Regions from separate parts of the Mus musculus genome. Here regions 2, 3, 4 and 5 are each linked to region 1. The links are chromatin contacts, called in public HiCAR-type and promoter capture Hi-C maps. All regions are on one chromosome and are shown on one strand. The core of a region is the stretch at or near the end of the contact, and the rest is flanking DNA. Distances in the headings are between cores, read along the strand shown. Region 1 holds the start of Zfp444 (zinc finger protein 444). Region 2 holds the start of Prkcg (protein kinase C, gamma). Region 3 holds the start of Tfpt (TCF3 (E2A) fusion partner). Region 4 holds the start of Leng1 (leukocyte receptor cluster (LRC) member 1). Region 5 holds the start of Rps9 (ribosomal protein S9).

Region 1 (2,627 bases), core at 91-2,590:
TACCAAGATGAGGGACAGAGAGGGCAGAGAGGTGGGACAGGATTAAGTTTAGCTGTTGTGGGGATAGATCCGTCTCTAAGCTGTAAACTAGTGAGTAAATAGAAACTAGGGCAATGGTATTGTCCATCCACGAATTTGGTAAGGACAATAACAACTCTGCTTCACATGATTTCCTTTGTGTGCCAATGTCACCTTTTTTCGAAGTCCAGTGAGGAGGGGAGAGTCTCTGTCTGCCCCACTAGCTTGTAAGAGCCATCTATCACGTAAACAGAAAGTCTCATAACCTTCTTGCGCTCCTGCGAGTACGTGTGTATGTGGTGCGTTGGGGTAGTAGGTAGGGGTAGGGCTGGAAAGATGACAAAGAGGTTAACAACGAAGCACAAGCTATTCTAGACGTCCTTCTAGCACCTACATGTGGCTCACAACCGTCTGTAATACAGGTCTAAGGGAATCCCACGCCGCTTTCTGGCCTCCGTGGGTACTGCGAGCACATGGTGCACCGACTCAGCGAAACACCCATACATATTACAAAGAGCAAACTCAAAACCTTCTTGCCTTTTCTGAGGTAGGGAAACTGAGGCTTCAGTGTCCGTAGGGGGCTACACAAGCGCCGTTTGACACGTAATATTTTCCTTCCTATTCACAAGACGGGAAACTGAGGCTAGAGAGTGGACTGACAGTATGGGACGAGCGAACTAATTCTCAGAGGTCAGGTTTCGTTGACCAGCCTCAACCTTCCTTTAACCTAGTACTGGAGCGGGAGGGCGATACTGCAACTGTTGTCAAGGAGACGGATCTCCCACTGCTGATCTGAGGAGAACTCTGGCATAGCCTCCACGACCTCCTCTATAGGCGCTTAAAGGTCCTGGAGGCGGGTCTCCCAAGTGTGCTGCCTCCCCCGGTTTCCACGACAACGAAACCACAGATTCCTCTTATCCCTCCCCGACCCGTCCGCGTTTGCCAGAAGTCAGCCGGCGGGGTGTCTTGTGAGGGATGGTAGAGGAAGGAAATCCACGTGAAATCTGGGAAATGTAGTCCAAAATCAGAAGCGCTCTGTTTGCGCCTGTGTGAGCCAATAGGAATCGGGTTTTCTTCTTTACACTTTAAGAAATGTAGTTTTCTGGCTAGCTCGGGACGCACGAGCGTACAGGACTCATCACAGTAGGGCTAATGGAAAGCCGCTTTGTCGCGATGTTTCTTGGGAGATGTAGTTTCCAGCTGGGAGAGGTGGGAAGTGTTGGGTAGAATTAGCGATTCCTAGTGTAGAGAGTGAGGGGACGTGGGGGCGGGGAAGTACGGGTGAATTTGGCGCAAAGCCTGCTGGGGCATGGAGTCCCGATGAGCTTTGTGCGCATGTGCGGGAAGGTGAGGTTGTTTGGGGGGCCTCGCCCAGGAGAGTGAGGTGAGCTAGAGGGAAAAGGAAGGGCTGGGGAGTCCGGTGTACGGGGAACGGGCGGACCACGGGGAGGGGTACCCAGGTCTGGAGGAGGGAGAGGAAGGGAGGGATGGGCGGCTTGGGGGAGGGGGATGATAGGAGGCTGGAGGTGGGGTTCTGGGGGCGGGCCGGGGAGCGGGAGGAACGCGAGATGCAGACGCGGGAGAGTTGGAGGCCTGGGGAGGCTGGGCAGCGGGAGGGGGCTGGGATGTTCGAGGGGGAGCCCTGGGATGGTTGGAAACTGAGAGTGGAGTGGAAGTTGGACCCCACTGAGAAATCCTGGGGCGCCGGGACCTCTAACCTCTTCGAAAAGGATTGCGGGAAGGGGTCTATCCAGGGGCACCGTGCCATAGCAGCGTAGACCGGTGCAGGTGGCTAGTCCTGTGTGCTGGTCACACGTTCACACGCACTTCTGTCGAGTTGAGGTTCTGGAGGATAAGTATTTCTTCATTACAAGCGTATCCGCCTCATTAGCTTGTCGCGAGAGGCGAAATTCATTAATGTGCAGAAGGGGCTTGGAGACAGGTTTTAACAGGATAAGAGGGACTTAAATCTCTCGGTTCTGATCCTCCTGGCTCAGCCTCTCACGTGCTCAGATTACAAGCGTTGGCCTAGTTTTTTTGTTTTGTTCAGGGTTTTTGTTGTTGTTGATGATGGTGTTTTGGGTATGGTCTCCTGTAGCCCAGGCTGGCCTTAATCACACTCGAGAGCCATGCCAAGCTTTAAACCGGTGAAAGTAATTGAATTTAAAAACAAACAAACAAAAATACTCATCTTAACTTTTTTTTTTTTTTTTTTTGGTTTTTCAAGACAGAGTTTCTCTGTATAACCCTGGCTGTCCTGGAACTCACTCTGTAGACCAGGCTGGCCTTGAACTCAAATCCGCCTGCCTCTGCCTCCCAAGAGCAGGGCTTAAAGGCATGAGCCACCACTGCCAGTCTTCACTCCTTTTTATATGCTATTTTAACACCTATTCCAATTTACAATTTAGTCTTGGGCGCTTGTTTCACAGTGGCTTTACGTAAATGACTCACAAGGAGTTGGAGGGTTAATGTGTGTTGATAGTAAATGCAATAGGTGGGGTTTGTTTATTGCCAGGTGGTGTTCTGGGTACTTTTTTTTTCTTTTAATGATTTATTTTTATTTTAACGTGCATCCATATTTTGCCTGCATATGTGTTTACTGCATCCTC
Region 2 (2,627 bases), core at 37-2,536, 2.9 Mb before region 1:
CGTGACCTGGGGAAGAACTCAGGGGAGGAGAGACCTGGGCGTGTGCATAGGAAATCCCAGGGTGACACTGAGTTGGGAGAACCACTCAGGTGGAGAGTCACAGGGAAACACGAGAGACACCCAAGACAGAGCATAGGGAGATCCAGAGTCAAGAAATACACTCTGCTATAGTCATAGGGAGATACGGAGGGGACAGGCCCTCAGAGATGGAGAGTTACAGGGAGACGTGGATAAAGGAGAGACCTCCAGGGCTGGAAAGCCATAGACAGAGTGGGGAGAATCCCAGAGACGGAGTCTCGGGGAGGCAAAGGAGGGAGAGACGACAAAGAGGAGAGTCGAGATTCCCCCGAAGACAGTCCCAAGGAGACACCGAAAAGGGTCAATATCCCCCCAGAGACAGTCACAGGGAAAGAAGGAGAGACCACTAGAGCCAGAGTCACATGGAACAGGGGGGGGACCGCAGAGATAAAGAGGATCACAGGGCCAAAAGGAAAAACCCTGAATGGGTCAGAGAAAAGGACAGAAGGGAAAGGCAACTACTCAGAGAAAGCGCCTTCTAGCGACAGGAAAGGAGAAATACAGAAGCAGGGAGTGACGGACATCGGGAATTTAACTAGGGAATTTAACTAGCTGAATTTAACTAGCAAAGGTGAACACAGATTAGCGAAGATCGGGAAAGGCAGGACAATGGAAATGAAAACATTTTCAGTACACCATGTGGTGCATGAGGAGAGACGTGAGCAGGAAAAAGAGAGAAGCAGAGAGGGAGAAATGGAGAGAGTAAACAGGAAAGAAGAGAGGAAAAGAGAGAAAAGAGTGAGAAGGCAGAGAGAAAAGAAACACACCCAGAGGGAGGCATAGCACCAAGCCCAGAGGCTCTAAGAGCGATAAAGAGCCTGAAGCATCACGAGGAATGAGACACTAGCCTCCGTGTCTATCAGAAAGTCCTCAGCACTAAAGACAAAGTTTCTTGATTAAAAGATTAATATGCCCAGAGACACACGGGTCTACCCCAGATTCTAGATCCTGACAAAACCTACTCATGCGGCTGAGTGGGGGAGGAAGATGGGTGTGGGGGCCAAGATGACTGACTGACTGGGAGAAAGGGGGTGGACAAGGCTCGGAGGACGTCCCCTCCTTGCATAGAGCCTGCGGAATGGAAGTGTGCATGTGGAGAGGAGGGAGGGGCATCTGTCCCGGGCGGGGGGGGGGGGCTTTAAACTGAAACCCCGCCCCTTGGTCGTCATGGCAACGCCTTCCCCCACCCCCGACTTCTACATTTCAGCAGGTGCTGAGAGCGAAGCTCCCGCCGCCGCCCGTGCCTGCGGCTCCTTGATGCCCCAGCCTTCAGCTCTGACCCCACCCGCTTTCTCCCCGGTCGGTGCTGCCCGTGCCGGGGTGTTGCTTTCTGCCGTGTGCTGTGCACCGTTAGGTGCCTTGCCCCTGTCCTTCCTATCTCAGAGTCTGCGGAGTCCTCCTACCGCCGTCCACCTGTTTCCTCGGAAAAAGGGCCAGCTCGTGATCCCTTCTGCGTTCCTGGGGCCATGGCGGGTCTGGGCCCTGGCGGAGGCGACTCAGAGGGGGGACCCCGACCCCTGTTTTGCAGAAAGGGGGCGCTGAGGCAGAAGGTGGTCCACGAGGTGAAGAGCCACAAGTTCACCGCTCGTTTCTTCAAGCAGCCAACCTTCTGCAGTCACTGTACCGACTTCATCTGGTGAGGGAAGCGGGCTAGGGGAGAGGGCTGGAAAAGGAGGGGACTTGGGAACAGTCATGTCACACTGGTCCCCAAGCGACTGAGCAGAGAGGGGCTGCAGCTCCCACTCCTGGGCTTAATGGCAGGGGGTGGAAGTCTGGGTTCCTGGGTCTGAGGGAGGAAGAGCCAGGCTGGATTCTAGGGTCCAAGGGAAAGGGAGCTGGGACTAGAAATTTTGGGTTCTCGGAGAAGGCAACTAGGACTCAGACATCTGGGTGAAATTGGGAAACTGCAAACCTATGTCTTGCAAGGTGGGAGGGCCCGGGTACCCCTCTTTGCACTGACCTTAGATCCTTGACTCTTCCAGGGGCATTGGAAAGCAGGGCCTGCAATGTCAAGGTAAGAGCTGGGACCTGGACTTCTGGGACCCCTGAGGGTGGAGGCTGGGGCCTCACAGCTGAGGCGGCTGACACACGTGTTCTGTGGTCCCCAGAGAGGCGCGGGGGAGCCCTGGGCGGGGGGGTGTGGCAGAGACACACAGCCTGTGGTGGGGAGGAAACTCTGATGGCAGGGCCACCGCGGAGGTGGTGCTGGGGGCCCCTCCCTCGGCCGGTTCCAGGTGGGGACAGATATTTGGAGAATCTGTTTCCATGGGAACAGGGAGATTTGGAAAAGGGGAGCTGAAGGGGGGAGGGGTTCAGAGATGCAAAGTCAGAGCCCCCCCCCAGACTGCCGTTGCCATGACAACACCATTCATCCTAAAGCAGGGGCAGGCCGGGTGGGGTCACTAATGGGCGGGTGGGGGCCGGGCAAGGGGGGCGAATCCTAAAACACCAGCTGCCACTTGGCTAAGAACAGAGTGACTCAAGGTGGGAGGCGGGCCGAAGCAGCACCCCCAGACTCACTTCTGTTCAAGTTGCTGCTCTCTATGTCT
Region 3 (2,627 bases), core at 58-2,557, 2.5 Mb before region 1:
AATATTCTGGAAGAGACTACTTAGGGTGCCTGGCACAGACTTAGACCCACATGGATCTGTTCACTTGTTCAAGTACAAAAGGAAAGGGAAAAAGAAGGACATGAGGAGGAGGAGGAGGCGGTATGAGGAGGGGGTGGTGTTGGCATCGGCAGCGAGGCGGCAGTTCTGGCGAGAGGACCCCCAAATGGGAATCCACACTTACCTACCTGCTCGATCTCCCGGCAGCGCCGACCTAGTGCCTGGTACTTTCTACGATTTAGTTCCCGCTGGCGACGCCTTCGACCCCGGGCTGCCTCTTCCTCTTCATCTCGCTCCCGGAGTCCTGAATCACCCAGACCACCGGACACAAATTCCACTTCTGTCTCTAGCTCACTTTCTAGGATGTGGCCACCAAACAGGGGAGGCAGAGCCAGCTCTGAGCCTGGTGGCGCTGAGAACTCTTCAAAGCCCACGGCTGCCATGGTCCTGTAGGGCCAAGAAGTTTTAGGAGCCTATATTCTGGCTCTCCAAGTCCCTCCCAGGGGGACTTAGGTCCAGGCCCCAGCCTGGAGCCCAGATCCTAGCCCTCTCCTCCATCACACCCAGCAGCCCAGACTCTAGCCCTCCTCCCTCCTACCAAGAAGCCCAGACCCTAGCCCTTCTTGGTCACTGCCAGGGATCCAGGCCCCAGTCCTCGTCCCTAACAATGAGGAATCAGACCCTAGCCTCCTCCCTCAGACTTTGGAGCCCACACTCCAATCTCCTTGCTCTCAGATCCATAAGAACAGCAAATTCCAAATCTCCCCTACGATGCTCCAGTACTGCCTCCGGTTCTCCCACAGAGATTCGAAAAGAAAGCAACTGCACGAACTTCCCCATCGTCCCTGAGAGCACTACAGCCGATCGTTGCTGTTTTTGGAGTCCCCGTTTACACAAAGCTCAGCTACTCACCCCTCTCTCTGTTCCAACTCCATTTCTCTGGTCAAGAGACACCTCAAGCCTCAGAGAGGTGGAGTCTTGCGCAAAACTACCTCTCCCATCAGGCCTTGCGACACAGGAAAACTGGGAATTAAAGTTTCCTACTCTGCCTTCGTTTGCACCCGACTCCAAATTGCGGCTTGAAGCCTTCGGTTTATCCTCTAGCGCCTGCACCGATCGTCCACGTTGTCACCTTCTTTACTCCTGTCTTGTCGCAGTGTCGACTAGCCAAAGCGAATCTCTGTTTAGCAGGCTCAATCCACGGCGACGTACGACTTCCCCTAGCCCTAGAACCCAGCACTCCCGGTCGCCGTCCCGCGAGGCGGCTGCTAATAAAGTTGTTGTCCAAACGCTGCCGGAAATGTCGTAAACGGCCAATCAAAACACAGATTTATCGGCGGCAAGTAAACGTCATCAAAGAGAGCCGAAGCTCTGGGGAAGCAGATTTCTTGGAAACGATTGTGAGAGGATCGAAGCGGTGAGTGTGATGGAGAAGAAGGGATGGCCGGAAGCCAAGCTACTGGAGGAGAAAGTGTAGCGGGCGACTTAAATCATAGTATAAATAATAATATTAAACGTATGGAGCGCCTTAGAACTAATATTCAAGACGTGAGTGGATCACAGCATAACTTTAGGCTGAAATATGGCACGTGGGCCAGACGGGTGGAATGAAAGAACTGAAGGCAGGGTGAGGGAGCAAAGAGCCGGGTTAGGCAAAGATGAATAGTTGCTCAAAGACCCAGAGGTGTGGGGAAAAGTTGCCAGGTCAGGTGGTACCTGGAGGGATGTGCTGTGTTCTGTGTGGGTAGGAACAGGAGACAACCTCCGTGAACTAAGCAAGCTGTGGAGCCTGCGTGCGGCTACAGGAGCTGATGAAGAAGAAACTTAAGGGGATCCGGGAGAAGGTGCTCCTTCTGGTGATATGAGTGGACAGGGTCAAGATGCAGTATTAGGGAACCCCATTCTCCCTTTCCCATAGGCCTTGGGATGTCTCTGGCTGATGAGCTCTTGGCTGACCTCGAGGAGGCAGCAGAAGAAGAGGAAGGAGGAAGCTATGGAGAAGAGGAGGAGGAGCCAGCAATTGAGGATGTACAGGAGGAGACCCAGCTGGATCTTTCTGGAGATTCAGTCAAGAGCATTGCCAAGCTATGGGACAGCAAGATGGTGAGGTGGCACCCTTTAAGTCAGCGTTCCTAGGGAGGAGTGGCCGGAGAGCAGTTCTTTCTGAGAGGCCTAGTTTCTGACTGTGCTCTCCTTCCTCATCAGTTTGCTGAGATCATGATGAAGATTGAGGAGTATATCAGCAAGCAAGCCAACGTGTCGGAAGGTGCCTCCCACCCTCACTTTCCTCTGCCCATTCTGACTCCCCGACTCTCTTGCTCCTTATGGTTTTATCACCAAGTGTCTCCCTCCTCAGCTTTCCTCAGAGCATTCATTCTTCTTTTTTTTTTTAAATCCAGTTACTGACCCTCTGAAAACATACTGCATTGTACCCAGACATGATATGTGTTTATATCTCACCACTTAGGAGACTGAGGCAGCAGGTACATGAATGAGTTCAAGTCCAGTCTGGTCAGAGTCAGCCTGGGTAAAACCCTGTCTCAGAAATAGGTACATTCATGGAGTTGGAGAGATAGTTAAGAGTATCTGCTGCTCTTCCAGAGGTCTTG
Region 4 (2,627 bases), core at 75-2,574, 2.5 Mb before region 1:
GTTTTGTTTTGTTTTGTTTTTTAAGACAGGGTTTTTCTGTGTAGCCCTGGCTGTCCTGGAACTCACTTTGTAGACCAGGCTGGCCTCAGAAATCCACCTGCCTCTGCCTCCCAGGTGCTGGGATCAAAGGCGTGCGCCACCGCCACTACCCGGCTTTTTTTTTTTTTTTTAAGCCCACACTAATTCATGATCAGATTGGCCAAGGGACTTAAGTGTAAACCAAACTAATCGAGTAACTTAGAGTCTGTGATGTGTGTGTGGTCTTCAATACTAGCGTTCAAGTGGAACAGGCAAGCTGAGTTCAAGACCAGCCTGGTCTACGTAGCCAGTTCCATAACAGCCACGGCTACACAGACCCTGTTCCAAATAAAACCTCCAGATGCTCTTTTCTTGGCAAGCAATGAGGGAGGGAGAAAAGACATGCCCAACGAAGTGGACCCCGGCTTGTCCGCCCTTTGCCCTCCTTGCTGAAGCCGTTGTACTCAGAGCAAGGTGACCGCACCCCTCCAAGTTGTTCTAAGAGGGAATTTCTCAAAGCAAGCGCTCAGAAGGAAGGGAGCATACACAGAGTGGGTGATCAGTAATTAACTTGTGCGGGCAACCTATAAAGTAATCAGAATATTTGTCCAACTCTTCCAGTATGCTAGTCTCTGGTCCCTCAACACCAGTGGGGAAATCTAGGAAGGTTTCTTGGAAGTTAGCACAGGATTTTCAGAGAAACATCGTCGAACACACAGACCCGCTCCCGGCACCGAGTGATAGCTAGGCCCGCCGCGCTTCTGGGCGGTCCCCAGGCTTACCTCTTGCTGGGCGAGCAGCACCCTCCGCTCCCGCTCCTTCTCCTCCTCCCGGGCCTGGGCCTCGTCGCGCCGCACGCGGGCAACATTGTCCTTGTTCCGGACGTGCCAGCTCTTCTTCGGCAAGATATTCATGGCTCCAGTGCCGACCTCGGACTGTCAGGCCCACTCTTCAGCACTTCCGATTGGCTCGAGGATGCTCCCGCCCCATGGTTCCACCCTTGCTCGTGCATTGGTTCTGGGCCAATTGTCACGTCCCATCCTAGCCTTGTTTAGAGATTATTGGCTGAGAGCCTTCCATCTCAGCCAATCCTAAGCATTTGTAACCTGAGTTGCTCCACCCCCGGACGCTGCTTGATGAGGCTGTTGCCTGTCTATTCCTTTAAGCAGACATAACCTAGCTCTTCAGGCCGATTTGGACCTGGCCCCTCCCCAAACCCCGTCCGAGGCTTCAGAACGGGGTTTCAAAACGCAAAGCGGCCTTGACTGTTGTTTATTAATACGGTTCAATTGAGAGTGTAGCATTCGGGTGGCAGAGGGCGGGGAATTTGGTTCCAGAGATGAAAGAGTCCCATCACTTGATATGAAGTCACTGAAGCTGAGGGGCTGAAGGTTCAGCCAGACTTATCAGGAAGTTCCATTCCTTGAGCTCAGAGCCACAGCTCGCTGGGCCAGGAAGACTTTATTCTGCACTTCCTGCGGGCAAAAAGGAGCGAAAGTGAAGCACACCTTTTCATTCTTCTTTCATAGTCTCATAGAGCCCTTTCCGGGGAAATCAGCCTGGCTCACCGTCTCTATCTGGCGTTTGAGCTCAGAGATGAGGCGTCCGTAACAGTTAGCCAGGGCTACGGTATACATCATCAGGATGCTATGGAAGACAGGAATGAAAATCACTCTAGAAAAACAATCATCTTCATCATATGGCTCCTTAGAAACCAGGCTGGAGAGATGGCTCGTAACCGGAGCACTGGCTGCACTTCCAAAGGACCGGGGTTCAATTCCCAGCCCCACATGGCAGCTTACAATTGTAACTCAAGTTCGTTACTTCACACAGACAGTCACACTGTCCAAATACCAACACACATAAAAATTAAATGAATAAGTAAATTAAAGAAACCAATATCAGGATCCTCAAATCCCTTAAAACCCTTTTTGAGACTCTGAACACAAGTCTTTATCCTCTCTCTTTAGACCCAAAAGTTCAGACCCTTTAACCAGAGGTTAAACTAGAGGTTCAGGCTCCATACCTCCTCCCCCTTCATCAAATCGATAAATCCACACCCTAGCCCTCCTTTCCTCAGACCAGGAATCCAAACCCAGATGTCTTTTCTTAGACCCTAAGCATTCACACTCCGACTCTCCTGCTCTTGATTTATAGGCATCCCGGCCAGCCCCACGTCTCTGTTGTATATAGGCACCCAGCCCACCTCTCTAGCACTCAGGTGCCCAGAAACTCCTTTCTCTTTCAAACACTAAATTACACACATTCAAAGTCTGACTGCTCACCTAGAGAGGATCAGAAGAGGTACAGTAAAAGCTTGGGTTCCCAGAAAGTAGAGAAAATTCTGGGCAGTCTGAGGGAGGCTCTCAATGGCCTCAGGGATCTGGGCCCAAATGGACAGCTTCCCGCGGAACGGGCCACACAGTTTCGAAGGTGGGATCCTGTAGGGGGAGACACACTGGATTCAGTCAAGTCGAGCTAGAGTGAGAACAAACAGAAGTCTCTCGTACTTACAGGAAGATACTGTAAAGCACGGGAACTGCAGAGATCGCCAGACCCACAAGGAGAACCAGGGGGAAAAAGAAGTTTGCCGTGGATGCTCGGAAGGT
Region 5 (2,627 bases), core at 80-2,579, 2.5 Mb before region 1:
GTTTCTCTGTATAGCCCTGGAACTCACTCTGTAGACCAGGGTAGCCCTGAACTCAGAAATCCACCTGCCTCTGCCTCCCAAGTGCTGGGATTAAAGACTGCCCCGCGCAAGTGTAAATTCTTACCAATCACACTGTTTAAAATAAAAAATATCTGAGCTAGGCCTAGTGGTACAGGCCTATCCTCCTACTATTCAAGGACAGAGGCAAGGACATGTCTATGAGTTTGAGGCCAGCCTGGCTACATAGTTCATAGTTCCAGGATAGCCAGGACTCATAGACCCCATTTCCCTTAAATAAAAAATAGTTATAAAATATCAGATATACACAAAGCTGGCTGTGGTAGTGCATGTCTTTAATCCCAGTACTTGGGAGACAGAGCCAGGCAGAACTCTGTGAGTTTGAATAGGAAGCTCCAGGACAGCCAGGAATAAGAGGAAAGACCCTGTCTCAACAAACAAACATATCAGTTGCATGAAAGCGGATTGTAATTCCAGCATTTGGGAGGTATAGACAGAAGGATCTGGAATTCATAGTCATTTGATAGGAAACCCTGCATCAAAACAATAAATAGATTAGGAGAGACTTGCCTATAGGCCAAGATGATGGAGGCACTTTCTTAAATGAGTTCCTCTTTCCACATGTCTAGGTTTGTGTCAAGCTGTCAAGACAAACCAGCACAAGATGTGTATTTCAATATTAAAATAAGCCCAGCACGACATATTTATACTATTTTCATAATGTTTGTATTTTTTATTATTGTATTTTGTGGCTCACACCTAAAATCTTAGCACTTTTAAAAGAAGATTTATTTATCTATTATATCTAAATACACTGTAGGTGGTCAGATCTCATTACAGATGGTTGTGACCCACCATGGGGTTGCTGGGATTTTCAGGACCTTTGGAGGAGCAATCAGTGCTCTTAACCGCTGAGCCATCTCTCCAAACAAACCCGAGTACTTTTAAGGGCAAGGGCACTGCCATGAGATTGAGACAGTGGTGGGGAACCTTGGCTGCTGCCCTTAATTCCCTGTAAGTTTTTACCAAGAGTTTTTGTTGAAACAAAAAGTGACAACTGTGGTTACTCAATCAATGCTTTAGCCCTGGAAGGGGCAGCCTCGTTAATTCTTGGATTAACCAAATGTCACCATAGCCCTTTAATCGCCTAACCACCTCACTGGCAAGTCGGCCCAGCGAAGCGCCGCTCTAGCCGGCCTGCTCGTCTCTATGGCTTTCCTGCTTCTGATTGGCGTAGTCGCGAGCGGTGCGTGATGACGTCACTACAAGGCGACGTTACTATAAGACCTCGGTCCAACCGCCTTGTCTCTCTTTGTCTCGGGCCTGAGTTCGTAGGTGAGTGTTCTGATTGTTGAGTTCGCCTTTTAGGGGTTGATGGTGTAAGGTAACGGAGCCATTCGAATCTTCATGAACATGCTGAGTAAGAGGGTGGGGCGAAGGTGGCTGGAAGTTACAACACGGTTGTGGAACAATCCCATTTTCAAGTTTTCTAAGGCGGATTTCTCTGAGAGCCGAGTTGGTGTCGCCGTGTCCCTAGCGGGGTTTTGCTGCACATGCGCCACAAGATTATTTTTTAAAACGACACTTTACTGCGCAGGCGCAGCCGGCCTAGCGAGGTCAACATGCCGGTCGCCAGAAGCTGGGTTTGTCGCAAAACCTATGTGACCCCACGGAGACCCTTCGAGAAGTCGCGTCTCGACCAGGAGCTAAAGTTGATTGGTGAGTGGCCAAAGTAGAATTTCGAATTGCGGATCCGGGAAGAGTTAGGTAGCCATGATGTCTGTCTCCCACGTGCTCGTTCTGGAGCATCCTGTGTGGCGCCAGAGGATTGCAGTTTAGTTTTGTGTTCTCTAGTCGCCATGCACATGTAGTAACCCATGGCTCTTGCCCCGCGGTCTCCTCCCAACCACGTGCAGGAGAGTATGGACTCCGGAACAAACGTGAGGTTTGGAGGGTCAAGTTTACCCTGGCCAAGATCCGTAAGGCGGCCCGGGAGCTGTTGACGCTAGACGAGAAGGATCCCCGGCGTCTGTTTGAAGGTGTGTATGAGCCTATTTTCGAAGGAGTGGTGGTTGCTGAGTGTTTTAGGGCGTGGGAGATGTGACTGAACAAGTTGGGCTAGTGGGGATTGAGACAGGGTCTTGGTGTAGATTGGCCTGGAACTCAAATGTAAGTCAGTCTTGCCATAAACTGCCAGAAATTCAGAAGTGCTGGGTATGTGTCACAAGGATTCTTATTGGTTATTTTATTTACATTTCAAATGTTATTTCTCTTCCCAGTTTCCTCTCTGCGACACCCCCCCACCCGCCCCCCAATCACACCACAAGGATTCTTTTTGAGTTTCTAGAATCTAGTTCTGTCTGCATTGGACAAATGGAGGCCAAAGACAATGGGAGTTGCACTAATGCTTTTTCTGTCTTAATACTGGATGTTTTATTTAGTTTCATGTGGTGTAAGAGGAGTAATGATTATTTTTCCATCCGGGGGACGTATTTTTGCATTTGCATCTGGGTAGCGTTTATACAATGTTAATCCAGGTTGAGCCTATATTTTAACATATTTATATTCCATACTTAGGGTTTCTTATAGGTGACTGGGCCTACATACAC

What was found. Promoter capture Hi-C pulls out the DNA fragments that hold promoters and counts their contacts. HiCAR-type assays count read pairs that join an accessible place to other places.
Region 2: a contact with region 1 is called in a promoter capture Hi-C map of pre-B cells, with 4 times the contacts expected there. The contact joins the promoter of Prkcg here to the promoter of Zfp444 in region 1. A contact is called at or near these places in 3 of 39 promoter capture datasets (hippocampal neurons, liver and pre-B cells) and 1 of 115 datasets of contacts at active chromatin or transcription factors (astrocytes).
Region 3: a HiCAR-type map of astrocytes shows a contact between it and region 1, with 5 times the contacts expected there. The contact joins the promoter of Tfpt here to the promoter of Zfp444 in region 1. A contact is called at or near these places in 7 of 39 promoter capture datasets (the HPC-7 cell line, cranial neural crest, frontonasal cranial neural crest and 3 more), 2 of 484 Hi-C or Micro-C datasets (B cells and CD4 T cells), 1 of 115 datasets of contacts at active chromatin or transcription factors (astrocytes) and 1 of 9 other capture datasets (liver).
Region 4: a HiCAR-type map of astrocytes shows a contact between it and region 1, with 5 times the contacts expected there. The contact joins the promoter of Leng1 here to the promoter of Zfp444 in region 1. A contact is called at or near these places in 6 of 39 promoter capture datasets (the HPC-7 cell line, cranial neural crest, frontonasal cranial neural crest and 3 more), 1 of 115 datasets of contacts at active chromatin or transcription factors (astrocytes) and 1 of 9 other capture datasets (adipose tissue).
Region 5: a HiCAR-type map of astrocytes shows a contact between it and region 1, with 6 times the contacts expected there. The contact joins the promoter of Rps9 here to the promoter of Zfp444 in region 1. A contact is called at or near these places in 3 of 39 promoter capture datasets (hippocampal neurons, liver and pre-B cells), 1 of 484 Hi-C or Micro-C datasets (CD4 T cells), 3 of 115 datasets of contacts at active chromatin or transcription factors (astrocytes, large pre-B cells and pro-B cells) and 2 of 9 other capture datasets (adipose tissue and liver).

What each region holds. Positions count from the first base shown.
Region 1 is chr7:6,171,173-6,173,799 of GRCm38.p6, forward strand. It overlaps Zfp444 (zinc finger protein 444), which reads left to right and starts at 1,341. Exons shown (of 4, transcript NM_028316.3): 1 at 1,341-1,402.
Region 2 is chr7:3,302,246-3,304,872 of GRCm38.p6, forward strand. It overlaps Prkcg (protein kinase C, gamma), which reads left to right and starts at 1,287. Exons shown (of 18, transcript NM_011102.4): 1 at 1,287-1,714; 2 at 2,061-2,092. The coding sequence starts at 1,545.
Region 3 is chr7:3,628,622-3,631,248 of GRCm38.p6, forward strand. It overlaps Tfpt (TCF3 (E2A) fusion partner), which reads right to left and starts at 1,308. Exons shown (of 6, transcript NM_001290381.1): 1 at 931-1,308; 2 at 207-465. The coding sequence starts at 953. Prpf31 (pre-mRNA processing factor 31) reads left to right here and starts at 1,364. Exons shown (of 14, transcript NM_027328.4): 1 at 1,364-1,435; 2 at 1,937-2,121; 3 at 2,224-2,284. The coding sequence starts at 1,945. It overlaps Gm15927 (a long non-coding RNA gene), which reads right to left. Exons shown (of 6, transcript XR_003946711.1): 6 at 2,450-2,627.
Region 4 is chr7:3,664,516-3,667,142 of GRCm38.p6, forward strand. Leng1 (leukocyte receptor cluster (LRC) member 1) reads right to left here and starts at 1,325. Exons shown (of 4, transcript NM_027203.3): 1 at 801-1,325. The coding sequence starts at 932. Tmc4 (transmembrane channel-like gene family 4) reads right to left here. Exons shown (of 15, transcript NM_181820.2): 12 at 2,533-2,627; 13 at 2,304-2,459; 14 at 1,587-1,665; 15 at 1,239-1,493. The coding sequence ends at 1,425.
Region 5 is chr7:3,702,712-3,705,338 of GRCm38.p6, forward strand. Rps9 (ribosomal protein S9) reads left to right here and starts at 1,330. Exons shown (of 5, transcript NM_029767.2): 1 at 1,330-1,353; 2 at 1,616-1,737; 3 at 1,935-2,057. The coding sequence starts at 1,641.